Linked DNA regions of Ovis aries: region 2 is linked to region 1. The links are chromatin contacts, called in public Hi-C maps. All regions are on one chromosome and are shown on one strand. The core of a region is the stretch at or near the end of the contact, and the rest is flanking DNA. Distances in the headings are between cores, read along the strand shown.

Region 1 (6,174 bases), core at 1,997-4,496:
AGGCCCCTACGTGTGCCCCGCCCAAAGGCTTACAATTCAATTGGGGAGGCAAGGCAGGAGAATATGGAATAGGGGAAATCCAGTGGGAAGTGATATTGAGCTACAGCTCATTGGGAGCCAGGATCTAAATACTGGGTTGGTCAAAAAGTCCATTTGAGTTCTTCCATTCTATGTTATGGAAAATCCTGAATGAACATTTTGGCCAACCCAGTACAGGAAGATGGGCTAAGTGCTATGGGGCCATCAGGACCTGAGTGATCACCACTCCTTGGGGAATGAGACACATGTGGATGTACTCCACCTCTCCTCCCTCTCCTCAGTGCTCATCTGTGCTGTTATTTCCTGCAGCTCCTTGAGGTTTTACAGTCTGTCTTTGACCAAACAACTAAACCTCCTCTCTCTAGTCAAACTTCAATCTTACCTGCTGGGGCTCTCCCAGTTACAGTGGACGCCTGTTTCTGCAGGATTGCTACTGCCTGGCCCTTGGGGAGGAGGAGCTGGCTGAGCTGCGGCTCTTCTGTGCCCAATGAAGGCGGGAGGCCCTGGGACAGGGGGTGGCCTGCCTGGTACCTCTCAAACTTGAAGAATGCACCTGTGAAAATGTATGTAACACCTGACCTGGCCACCATATTCCCCTTCCTCCTCTCTTTGCCCTCTCACTGTTGCAGAAGGGGATGGCTTTGGGGACTCCGAAGAGGAAAAGAGGTTTGGGGATTGAGTTTGGCAACATTCAGGAAAAAGGGAAACCAAATGTAGGGGTTCTTGGTGGAGCCTGCAGTGGAGGTGGGTTTGCCAGAGGTGTGGGAAGAACAGTTAGGTTGGGGTTGGGATGGAAGAGCCTGGAGACTGGCATATGCAGCCTGTGACCAGCCCAGCACCCACGCCCCGCAGTGCAGGGAGCCGCTGAGGCCAGGGGAGTACGGAGTGTTCACAGCTCGGGCAGGAGAGCGGCGCTGCTGGCACCGGGCTTGCTTTGCCTGCCAGGCCTGTGGCCAGGCCCTGATCAACCTCATCTACTTCTACCACGATGGGCGTCTTTACTGTGGCCGTCATCACGCAGAGCTGTTGCGGCCGCGCTGCCCGGCTTGTGACCAGGTACAACCTTGAAGGGAGGGGCTGGAGGGGGTCTGCCCAGGGTTGAGTGGCAGGGTGCAAAGGGACGCCTCTTTCAGTACCACGGAGTGGGGTACAGAGAACTGGAAATCAGTCTGGGACTTCTGTATTCACCTTGCTCTGACTTTTGAGCTCTGGGTACCTGGGGCCCGTTGCCTTTGTGCCCTTCCCCACCGTAAGCAGAGTCCCCCCAATTTTCATGGACTCAATTTCTCCAGAGCAGGGACTCTAGGACAGACGATCATCTCAGTATGCTAGTGCTGTTCCTGCTCCAGCGAGGAACTCGTTCAGTGTCTGCACAAGAGGCAGTATGGAAACCTGGAATGGGCGTCCAGGCGACCCGGGTCGCACTTCTTCAGGATGTGCCACCTGCTAGCTGGGGGATCCTGGCTAATCCAATCAGCCCTCCCCGCGTCTGAGAGTGTTTGAGTAGATCAAATGGGAATGTCTGTAGACGTGCTTCAGCGTCAACTGGGTATAAGGCGTGGTTATTGGATGAATGAATGAGTGAATGAATGAATGAACCGTCCCCCTCTCCCTCTCTCAGCTGATTTTCTCCCAGCGCTGCACCGAGGCCGAGGGACAGCGCTGGCACGAAAATCACTTCTGCTGCCAGGACTGCGCCGGGCCCTTGGGCGGGGGACGTTATGCCCTGCCGGGGGGCGGCCCCTGCTGCCCCAGCTGCTTTGAGCGTCGCTATTCGGATGCGGGTTCGAGTCCGGCCCCGACACTGGAAAGCAGGGCGTCCCCGGGTAAGGGAGGAGAAGGTTAAGATCAAAGGGGAAGGGGGCAGCGGCTCGGGCTGGGCTGAGGGGGGTGGTTCTCCCGGGCTGGGACCCTCACCCCGGTCCCACGCCGTCCCGCCCCTCCAGCAGCGCCCCCGCCCCGCCCCCCGCCCCCCCAGACCCGAGCTTCGGGGCCCGCAGCTCTCACCGCGCGTCCCTGGCCGGCGCGCTCCGAGGGCCTCCAGAACCCACCCCGCGCCGCCGTTGGGGCTGCGGCGCGGGACTCGCTCCTGGGCTGGGGCCGCGGCCGCCCTCTGCTGGGCGGAGGCGGGGAGGGGCGGGAGCCTGGAGCGGACCCACGGCGGCGGCGCGCACGGCTCGGGGCGGAGCGGGAGGTTGGGCCCGGACTGGGACTGGCTTCTGGCCGCTGCCCCGCCCGAATCTGGGAGAAAGAGACTCGCGGCTCTGAGATGGGCGTTTCTGACCCCGCCCGGAACAGGAGAGGAGGGGCTCTGCAGAGTTGGAGACCGGGACTGCGCCCAGCCGAATGCTGCGACCATCTCCCGGGCAACCCTTCTCGCCACTGCCGTCAGCTCTAGTCTGGAAACCCGGATTGGGATTCTTGGATCCAGCGCGGAGCAGGAGTATCGAACTGGAGACCAGACGGAGGCACGCCAAGGGCAAGCGCAGGGCCGCCTAGAGACGCCCCTTGATCCCAAGAAGGACGCTCCCTGCCCCACCTGCTCCTCTTCCTCTGAATCGGAACCCGAAGGCTTTTTCTTAGGCCATCGCCTTCCTCGGCCCTGGGAGACCCCGGCCCCTCTCCGAACTGGGGACAGCGACACCTCCAGGAGGCACTGTACCATTTGCTAGTGGCGCAGCCTGGAGAAAGGGGAATTGGGGGGTTGCGATATGTAAGGCGAGAGAGCGAGGCTCTCTTACCCCTCTAAGTCCTAGACTGAATCAGGACCACGTCTGGGGAGGGGCGGCGAGATGACAGGTTTGACTGCCTCCTTTCAGCCCGCGCACTTTATGACTCTTCCTGGAGACTTGGAGAAGCCCATTCCTCAAAGCTACGCATCCCCCGCTGAGTGCCCCTGCCCCACACCCACAGGCCGGGCGGCCCCATCCCCAGCGTTCTCCTCCCGAACCAATGAAGTTGGTTCGGAGAACACCTGGACTGTGAGCCGGTGCGCCGGCCGAAGGCCAGGACGGAGCTGGAAGTGGAACCCGACCAGGGAGACTGGAGCACGGCGGCGCTCCACCCCTGGCCGAGGTGGCGGACGCGCACCCGGGAAGTTCTGCAGGCGCCTGTCGATGCGCGAGCCGCTGTGCCCTCTGTTGGCCAGTGGCCCGCGGAAGTGTGAGGCCGGAAGTTGCGTAATCTGTCGGCGCCCGCCCGGTGCGTGGCGAGCGTTCGTACAGAGCGCTGAGGTGCTGCTATGGCTTCCAGTGGGGCCGGCGTGACCGCTGCGGGCTCAGCAAATGAAGCTCCCGAAATTCCAGACAACGTGGGGGACTGGCTTCGGGGCGTCTACCGCTTCGCCACCGACAGGAATGACTTCCGGAGGTAACCGAGGCCCGGGGGCTCGGTCCCTCTCCGGCCCTTCGCGCGCGTTATGCGTACCCCCTGGATTTCCCTTCCTTGAACTGGTTCCTCCAGATTTTTTTACATCACCCACATCTTGGCCTCTTTGTGGCTCTGGCTGTGCTTTGCTGAGGTCCTTGATCGGGAGGATTTCCGTGCTGCCGAAGCGCTCTTTTCAGTCACCAGGCTCTGTCTAGAGAAGCTATGCTCACGGGGACCCTGGGGGAGGGGGCTGCAACAAACAGGCTTTTTGGCTCTGGACAAGTGCTTAATTGGCCTTTGCGTTTGACCCTGCTCTCATTAGACGTAGAAACGAACCTTAAATAACCATGTGGTCTTGGGCAACCTATTATGTACCGATCAGTGCTCATGCGATTCTGAAGTGCTTCTGCCTCAGGAGGGGACGGCTTCCTCCAGTGTGTGATTATGGGAACCGGCCCCCCCCCCCACAAGTCTCTCGTTAACCAGACACGTGACTCAGTGACCACAGGGTTAATAGGATGCGTTCCTTTTTCCAGGAACTTGATTCTCAATTTGGGACTCTTTGCTGCTGGAGTTTGGCTGGCCAGAAATTTGAGTGACATTGACCTAATGGCACCTCAGCCTGGGGTCTAGCCTGTGTAGGTAAGCACTAACCACTGTTCTTTCAGAAGTCCTAGAGGCTGGGAGAAGAAATAACTTAGATCACCTGTTCACAGACTAATAGGAAAGAGACTTGACAAAAGACCCTTGGCTGTTCCTAGTTAGATAAGTTTCCAGATGTTGCAAGGGATTTAGCAATTTTTACTCCAGTAATTTTACCTTTCTAATGCCACCTGTTGTCTGATTGCAGACACATGGAATCCCTGTGCTGTACTCGACCCCTTCAAAAACAGCCTCCAATCTGTGACCATCACCAGACTTGCCCTGATGGCGGCTGAAGTTTGTCAGATGGCACCTTCCCTTCCCTGCCCGACTTCCTTTTCTTTGCCGAGTCCACTCAGGACACCCTTCTCTGCTCAACAGGCAGGCTTCAGCTAAAGTATTGTCTTCTGTTCTGTAAAATGCTGTACATAGTTCCTAAGTTTCTGCAGGGGCTGATCTTGGCTCTTGTCCTGAGGAATAATCTAATGGTATTTTAACAAATAAAGCGTGTACACAAAGATATTTTATTCTTTTAATAAGAAAACTTCAGCTTACAAAAACAAGGTGTAAAAAGTCAAGATTTACAAAAATCATAAAAACATGATTTATATTTCACACTCGAGAGAGACAGGAACAAGTCCCAAACATGGATTTTAACAGATGGTTTGTTTCATAGTAAAAGAAAAAAAGAAATGGAAACTGTAGCCACCATACAGTGATGTTAGCATAGGTAATAGCTTATTCTTGAGGAATTTCCATTTTTGAGCAGTACTATGGGAAGAAGCCATTTGGTGTTGCATAGCATTTTAGTGCACCAGGTGGGTTTTCCAGGCACCAGGGAGGCATTGTTGCTATAATACAGTGGGATTCGAGGGCAGTAATGTGCAGGTGGAGGCAAGGTGTGAGTAAGCCTGGGCAGTGGGCTCTGAAGCAGCACTGCTTGAGGAAGCTGCTTCCTTCACAAAGTAAGAGATATTTTCTGACCCTAAAATTCAGGGTAGTGCCACTGTCCAGGAGTTTGGGGTTCTTTGGAAATGGAGTATGTAAGGAACTGGCATGGAAAGAATGATGAAGGTGTGGACATACAGCCAGGCTCCCCTTGGCAATTTTTTCTAGTTGATTTGCTCTACTAGGTGTTTAAAAAATATACATACTACTTTTTTGTGCCAAGTCTCTGTAACTGGTATGGGATTAAAGGATAAGAATTGGGAAGGAGGGTCAGTATAAATACACCACAGTGGCCTAATTTTAAGTTAGGCGTTATCTCTAGCAGTCTGTTCACTAAAGGTAAATAGAATAAAATGGTCCCTCCTTGACCCTGCTGGCATAAATCTGGCTAAGAAAGCTGTTAGAGACTTAGGTTTTTTATATGTTAAAGAAAAGCACCATTTTCTTAATGAGCTCTAATCAGGGAGGTCCCAGCTATTAGGAGGAAGGAGTTTGAGCCTGTATGAATTGAGGCCTGTGGCTGGCTTAACATGATGTCAGGATCCTTTTAAGAATCTACATAGTGATCACAGATGCTCTGGCAAGTTTGTATCTTACTAGGCTGTTAAGATGAGGAAAAGTAACATACATTAAGTAAGGCTTGGGTTTGAAGCTATCACCCCCCAAATGGTGACCAGGAAGGAAACTTTCAAGCCCCGTCAGCCTGTATCAGACCACTGCTAAGCCTAGAAATACCAGCACCTGTTGTTCTTTATAGCAGTGAAACTTACATCCTTGAAGTCTGCTACCTGAGCTACTCATAACTGTGAAAAGTTCTATTTGATAGCAATTTTCAAAGGTAAAATTCAAAACATGGCCAAAATTAAAGACATGGCAGCTTCCAAAAGTGTAATTCAAGTTTCACTTAAAATGTGATGTCTTAGCTTCAAGTAACAGTGTTGCTGTTGGTTTATAAAGCCATAAGCTGATAAGGTAAAGTTTCATTTCAACTGGCTTAATTCCTGAAAGCGGTAAGAATTTAGCAGGTTAAAGCTACCAAATCTACACCAAATTTTGATGGATAATTATGAATTCTGTAAATGAAAACCCTGGCTTTTACCATTTCAACACAACATTGTTCCTCAAGGGAAGTGTTTTACATCCTGTCATGAGGTGTTTAGCCCAGGCTAGTTAACA
Region 2 (6,026 bases), core at 472-2,971, 190 kb after region 1:
TGCAGAACGACAACAGAAAGCCCAGTGAGGGCACTGGGCTTCCAGTTCAGCTTGCAGGGGGTCTGTGCGGACACAGAGAAAGCAGAGAGCTTTGGGTGGGGGGGGGGGGGGGGCTTCTCTGCCCTTCAGCCACGTGCAACTCAGAGAGAAAGTGAGTTGAGCTTTGAGAGACAACGGGAGGTGATGAGACGCAGTGACCTCTCTAACCACCGCCCCCCATCCCGGATCCCCCGCCAGTCTCAGCTTGGAGGTTCCAGGAAAGCAGGGTGTCGCTGACACCCATCTATCTTGGTTTCTCCAGCCCTCAAGCCTACCTTCTCGGCAGGTGAGCCCCCGGAGCATCGACCGTGGCCGCACACACTCTCTCCCGCCGCCTCTGGCTTCTGTCTCTGGGGAGGTGTGTGTGTGTAGGGGGGTCGCCACCTCCAGCCTCGGGGAGGGGCGTGCACCCCTCCCCCAGGCGCCCAAACAGAACCAGCCTCCGCTGCCGCAGACGCGGCGTGTTTACAAAGTCGGCGCCTCGCCGCCAATCCCGAGTTTAAAGCTGGGCAGGAAGTGGGGAAGAGGGGGCGGGGGAGACAAAGGGGCTGGGTGCTCCGCTCAGCGAAGGTTTGGGCCCCGACTCCTCCCGGCGGTTCGCCGGGCGCCGCGATCCCGGCCCTCAGACGCCGCCCCACGCGTGCCACGCGCCCCAGGTGAGGGGGTGATGGGGGTGCCCCCCAGGCACAAGTGCTCCCGGCGGGCAGGCGCTGCGCAGGATTCCAGTCATCGGCCTCTGAGCATTTTCCACTCATCCGTTCGCCACGCAGGAAATAAACATTAGGCGCTGTTTCTTGACCTCTTACTCTTAAGTCTGCACATGATAGACCCTTCGTCTGTATTAGCTCACCCCCAACCCCTATCCATCTCATCCCATCCTAGTTTTACAAGAGAGGAAACTGAGGCACAGTGAAGTCAGGCAATGTATCCGAAGACCCAGAGCTGGCGAGTTCTGAGGTTCAAATCCAGCCTCTGCGTCCTGCCAGACACCCGCAAACGGGGCGGTGCAGGGAAGACCCCCGCCCCCTCATCCGGAGGAGGCTGACCCGCGAGCGAACCACAGAAAACCACAGGCACCGCGTGGACGCAACGGCCTGGGAGGGAGACCGGCGAGCGACAGCCTCCAGCCAGCGGCGCCTTCAGGCTCGCCCGCAAACGCCTGCAGATTCACACAGGGCGAGAGGGCAGCGTGATGCACCGGAACACCAGAACTGGGTGGCTGTGAAGCTCTAGTTCCAAGTGGGGCTGCGGAGACCCCAGCACAAAACAGGGTTTCCCTTCAGATTTCCCGCTCATAAGAATCACCTGGAGACTTAAGAATACAGGTTCCCAGGCCCCTCTCCTAGAGAGCAAATCAATGGGGACCCAGCGGAACCCCACACAACCATCCAGGAAAGTTCGGAGCGTCCCAGGGATGTGCTTTTCATGAAAAAGCGATTTCATTTAAAAAAAGGTGTGAAACCGTGGGCTCATTTTCCGGGGCAAACTTCCGGGGCTAACTGAACCCACCGCTCACAAAAGGTCACGTGAGCCGGGGTTGCGGTGGGGGGGTCACCCTGCGGACCTCGCAAGGCCTCGGAAAGCTCCGCCCGGCGCGCTTCGCCCCGCCCCTGGCTCCCGCCCCGCCCCTGGCTCCCGCCCCGCCCCTTGACTACAAGTCCCGTCGTGCCCCGCACTCGCGCACATTACGCCAGGGCAAGATGGCCGACGCGGCGGCCACTGCCGGGGCTGCGGGCTCCGGAACGGTAAGGGCGGGAGGCAGGCGCGGGGCCGAAGCCGAGAAAGTCGGGGCATTCCCGACTTTCCCCCTATCCGGGCTAAGAGCCCATACCCAGAAACCCAGCTCCACCCTGAACCCTGCGTGGAGGAGGGTCTTTCAGGCCGTATGTGACTGCCACCCCCCCGCCCCCTCCCCCGCCATTCTCGAGACTTGGCGGCGGCCTCCGGAGTCGGTGGACCTGTCTACTGATTGGCCCGTTCTTTGTTGGGGGGGGGGGGTTGGGAACCCGGAACAGCTCCTGATTGGTCCACTGAGGCCGTTTTCGCCTTCTTATTGGCCCGCTAAAGTTGGGGAGGGATTCGCATTTCAAAATAATGTAGGTTTCCTACTTTTTCTGTCCTCTTAGCTTCATGTGTTGTTTGTTGCTTTGACTCTCCTCGTTAGTGAAATGGTATGGAGATGGGAAGAACGAGAGAGAGAGATCACTTTTTTTCTGGGAGATGGGCACGAGTTCCAATCCCATCATGCATGTTTCTTCAGCTATATATTCTGAAAATCTGCTAAAATAGAAAAAACAGCCGCTTTGTGTTATGAAATTGTTAAGTGTTAGGTAGGCAGAAAGGTTGTCTCCGAATTTAGAGCCCCTAGGATGCTCAGTTACTGTTCATTTGGCCAAGAGTACCGATAAGTATTTAGCAAAAGAACCTTTGCTTGCCAGTGACAGTATGTGAGCTCTAATTGCATCATTGTCCAGTGAATAAAAATGTTCTCTGTTTCTGGGCTGCTGATTCACAGAGATCAGGAAGTAAACAGTCCACTAACCCTGCTGATAACTACCATCTGGCCCGGAGGCGAACCCTGCAAGTGGTTGTGAGCTCCCTGCTGACAGAGGCAGGGTTTGAGAGTGCTGAGAAAGCATCTGTGGAAACATTGACAGAGATGCTGCAGAGCTGTAAGTACCGGGAAACAATAGGAAACAGTAGGCCTTCTTCCAGTCAAACATCTGTTCTGTGTCCTGCATCGTGATAGTGTTGAAAAGGTTTAAGAAAAGGAAGGACATTGTTAAGCGACTAACAGGCTTTAGAATAAGATAGACCTGGGTGTAAGTTCTCACTCTGCCACTTAATAGCTTGGGTCAACCACTAAACTTCCTGAACCTCAATTTCCTTATTCCTGAAAAGGGGTAATAATTTGCACACTTTGGAGTTTTGAGTATAAGTGAGATATATATGAAAACAGTCAAAGCTGAAAATGTAAGCCCTCAATGACTTGTAGGTGGTGTTATTGTTACTGTTTGTTCTCTATGCTCAAATAATTTACACTTTTATTGGAGAGTCAGGATTAAGTCCCATGATAGAGATGCCACACATTATATAATCAAATGCTATATTATGTGATACAAAGAGTGAGGGAGAATAAGTTTTAGAAAATGGAAAATAAAAACCACCACTGCTTTTAAAAGGAAGTATCTTAAGATTTAGGAGCCTGGAATGGTCTCACACAGGCTTGTGCATAATCAGTGTATTTCCCTCTTTGGGCCTTGGGTAGGGAAGGATGAGATGAGGGATTGGGCATTAAGGTGTTTTGGGAGGAATCATCCCTGTGAATGGAAGTGAGAGAAAGGTTTAGGCAGAGAGGGAAAAGTTGAAACAAAGAATTGGCCAGCTCAGCAGGGAACCCTGGAGGCATTATTGCTCATCAGAGTTTCTGACATCAGGTCCCCAAAGCCCTGCCTTTGCAGTCTTGATCAGTCATGGATGTGGGCTGCTCCAGGAAGGGTGTGATCTAGGGTGAGATGACTCTCTGCAGCTGATGTTTGGGACTTCAAACTACCAAATGTTTTCCTAAAGCAGCTATCTCAAACCCCTTTAGATTCTTAAATATTGAGGGTCCTAAGGAATTTTGTATACATGGGCTTTTTTTTTTAATGATACGCTCTTTTTTTAAAAAAAATAAGCTTTTTTGGAGGCGAGGGGCTGCTCTAGGTCTTTGTTGCTGTGTGCAGGCTTCCTGCAGATGCAGCGAGCAGGGACTACTCTAGTTGCAGTGCACAGGCTTCTCATTGCAGTGGCGTCTCTTGTTGCAGAGCACAGGCCCTAGGGTGCACGGGCTTCAGTCGTTGCAGAGTGTGGACTCGGTAGCTGTGGTACGTGGACTTACTTGCCCTGCGGCAAGTGGAATTTTCCTAGACCAGGGATTGAACGTGTATCCCCTGCATTGGCAGGTGGATTCTTAACCACTAGACCATGAGGGAAATAGCAACATGGGCTTTATATAGAGAGATTTTGTCACATTAGAAAATGAAATTGAGAACATCCTAAAACATAAGGATGCACACGGACACATTCCATTAGCCAGCAGAGCCGTGACGTCATCACAGGTGACATAGCCTCTGGAAAACATGGCAGAGAGTGAGAGTAGAAAAAGTCAAAGAATGTCTCATTTTATTATGAAAATGCTTAAGTCCACAGGCTTTTTGTGTTTGTGTAAAATGGAGCACAATTTCAGAATTTTCCCGAAACTGCTCATCCACCCCTGAAGCCCATTCATAGAGCCCAGCTTCCTGTTTCCCCTTTCCCCTGAGGGACTTCCGAGTGACTGAAAAAGAGGTTTCAGCTTCAGGTAGAAGAGAAAAAAAAACCTGACACCCAAATAGTAAGACCTTTTTTTTTTTTTTTGATGGCACAATATACATAGCATAAAATTACCATTTTAATTACTTTTAAGCATTCAGTAGTGTTAAATATAGTCACAGTGGTATCAACCATCAGCACTATCCGTTTTCAGAACTTTACTTTTTCATGGTTCTGAACAGTAACTCTGTATCCATAAATAACAGCCCCTCATCCCTCCTTCCTCCCAGCTCCTGGTAACCTCTAATCTAATTTTTGTCCCTATGGATTTTCTTTTTTTCTATGTACCTCATTTAAGTGGAAGCTTAAAATGTTTGACTGGTTGGGTTATTTTGCTTAGCATGACGTTTTTGGAGTTCATTCATAGGCTTCTCTGGTGGTCCAGTGGTTAAGAATCTGCCTTGCAATGCAGGGGACACAGGTTCAATCCCTGGTTCAAGAAGATTCCATACACCATGGGGCTGCTAAGGCCATGAGCTCTAGAGCACGTGCTCCACAATAAGACAAGCCACCACAGTGAGAAGCCTATGCTCCACAAGGAAGAGGAGCCCCCCCACTCTCTGCAACTAGAGAAAGCCTATGCGTAGCAACAAAGACCCAACACAGCCAAAAATTTAAAAATTAATAAGTAAATAAATATTTTATAAAACACAGGAAAAAAAAAAATAAAACACAGGAAACCTAGATGGGAGGGAGTTTGGAGGAGAATAGATACATGTATATTATGACTGAGTCCCTTTGCTGTCTGCCTGAAACTGTCACAATATTGTTAATTGCACTGGCTATACTCCAATATAAAATATAAAGTTAAGAAAAAAAACAAAAAGTTCATTCATATTGTATCTTATATCAGAACATCATCCCTTTTGAAGGCTGAGTAATATTCCGTTAAAGGTATAGACCACATTTTCTGGATCCATTCCTCTGTGGATGGGCGTTGGGTTGTTTCTCCATTTTGGCTGCTGTGAACATGTACACGCAAGAATCTGTTTGAGGCCCTGTTTTCCTTTCACTTGGGTATATACCTAGGAGTGGAGTTGCTGGCTCATGTGATCGTTCTGTAACCGTTTGGGAACTGAGAACAAGACTTTCTGCTTTTGATTCTTAGACATTTCAGAAATTGGAAGGAGTGCCAAGTCTTACTGTGAGCACACAGCCAGGACCCAGCCCACACTGTCAGATATTGTGGTCACCCTTGTCGAGATGGGTGAGTACATCTCCAGTTTCCATTTCTTCAGTGCAGCTGAGTTGGGAACATGAGAGAGAGAGGAATCCCCAGGAGACAGGCCAGTCTGCTGAATGTTCTTGAATCTCCTCGTGAGTCTCCTGGTTTGCTTTCAACTTGACAGTTATCAAAAGAGGGTTCCTCTGAACCCCTGTAAGAGACCTCTTAACTCCTTTGGGGGACTCTGTTGCAGCTTCTTTTGAGTGGCAGCAGTCAGGAGTTTAAACTATTTCACCGCAGCATTACTTCCCCTTCCATATTTAGTGGCCTAGGCAGTGATTTTTGTTTTCCTATTTCTTAGGTTTCAATGTGGACACTCTCCCTGCATATGCAAAACGGTCTCAGAGGATGGTCATCACTGCCCGTAAGTGACTGAGAACCGAGATATCCGGTAGTGCTCAATTAATGC

Evidence for each region. A called contact is a pair of places that touch in the nucleus more often than the background predicts.
Region 2: a contact with region 1 is called in a Hi-C map of liver, with 4 times the contacts expected there. The contact joins the promoter of TAF8 here to the promoter of TOMM6 in region 1. A contact is called at or near these places in 8 of 16 Hi-C or Micro-C datasets (blood, hypothalamus, liver and 4 more).

The regions. Positions count from the first base shown.
Region 1 is chr20:15,631,512-15,637,685 of ARS-UI_Ramb_v3.0, forward strand. It overlaps TOMM6 (translocase of outer mitochondrial membrane 6), which reads left to right and starts at 3,247. Exons shown (of 3, transcript XM_042237283.2): 1 at 3,247-3,408; 2 at 3,945-4,050. The coding sequence starts at 3,281. The coding sequence ends at 4,041. It overlaps PRICKLE4 (prickle planar cell polarity protein 4), which reads left to right. Exons shown (of 7, transcript XM_042237280.2): 4 at 465-602; 5 at 892-1,095; 6 at 1,661-1,865; 7 at 2,338-3,132. The coding sequence ends at 2,711. It overlaps USP49 (ubiquitin specific peptidase 49), which reads right to left. Exons shown (of 7, transcript XM_060403180.1): 7 at 4,569-6,174.
Region 2 is chr20:15,827,365-15,833,390 of ARS-UI_Ramb_v3.0, forward strand. It overlaps TAF8 (TATA-box binding protein associated factor 8), which reads left to right and starts at 1,722. Exons shown (of 9, transcript XM_027959184.3): 1 at 1,722-1,784; 2 at 2,555-2,711; 3 at 5,501-5,599; 4 at 5,919-5,981. The coding sequence starts at 1,740. It also overlaps a transcript of CCND3 not described here.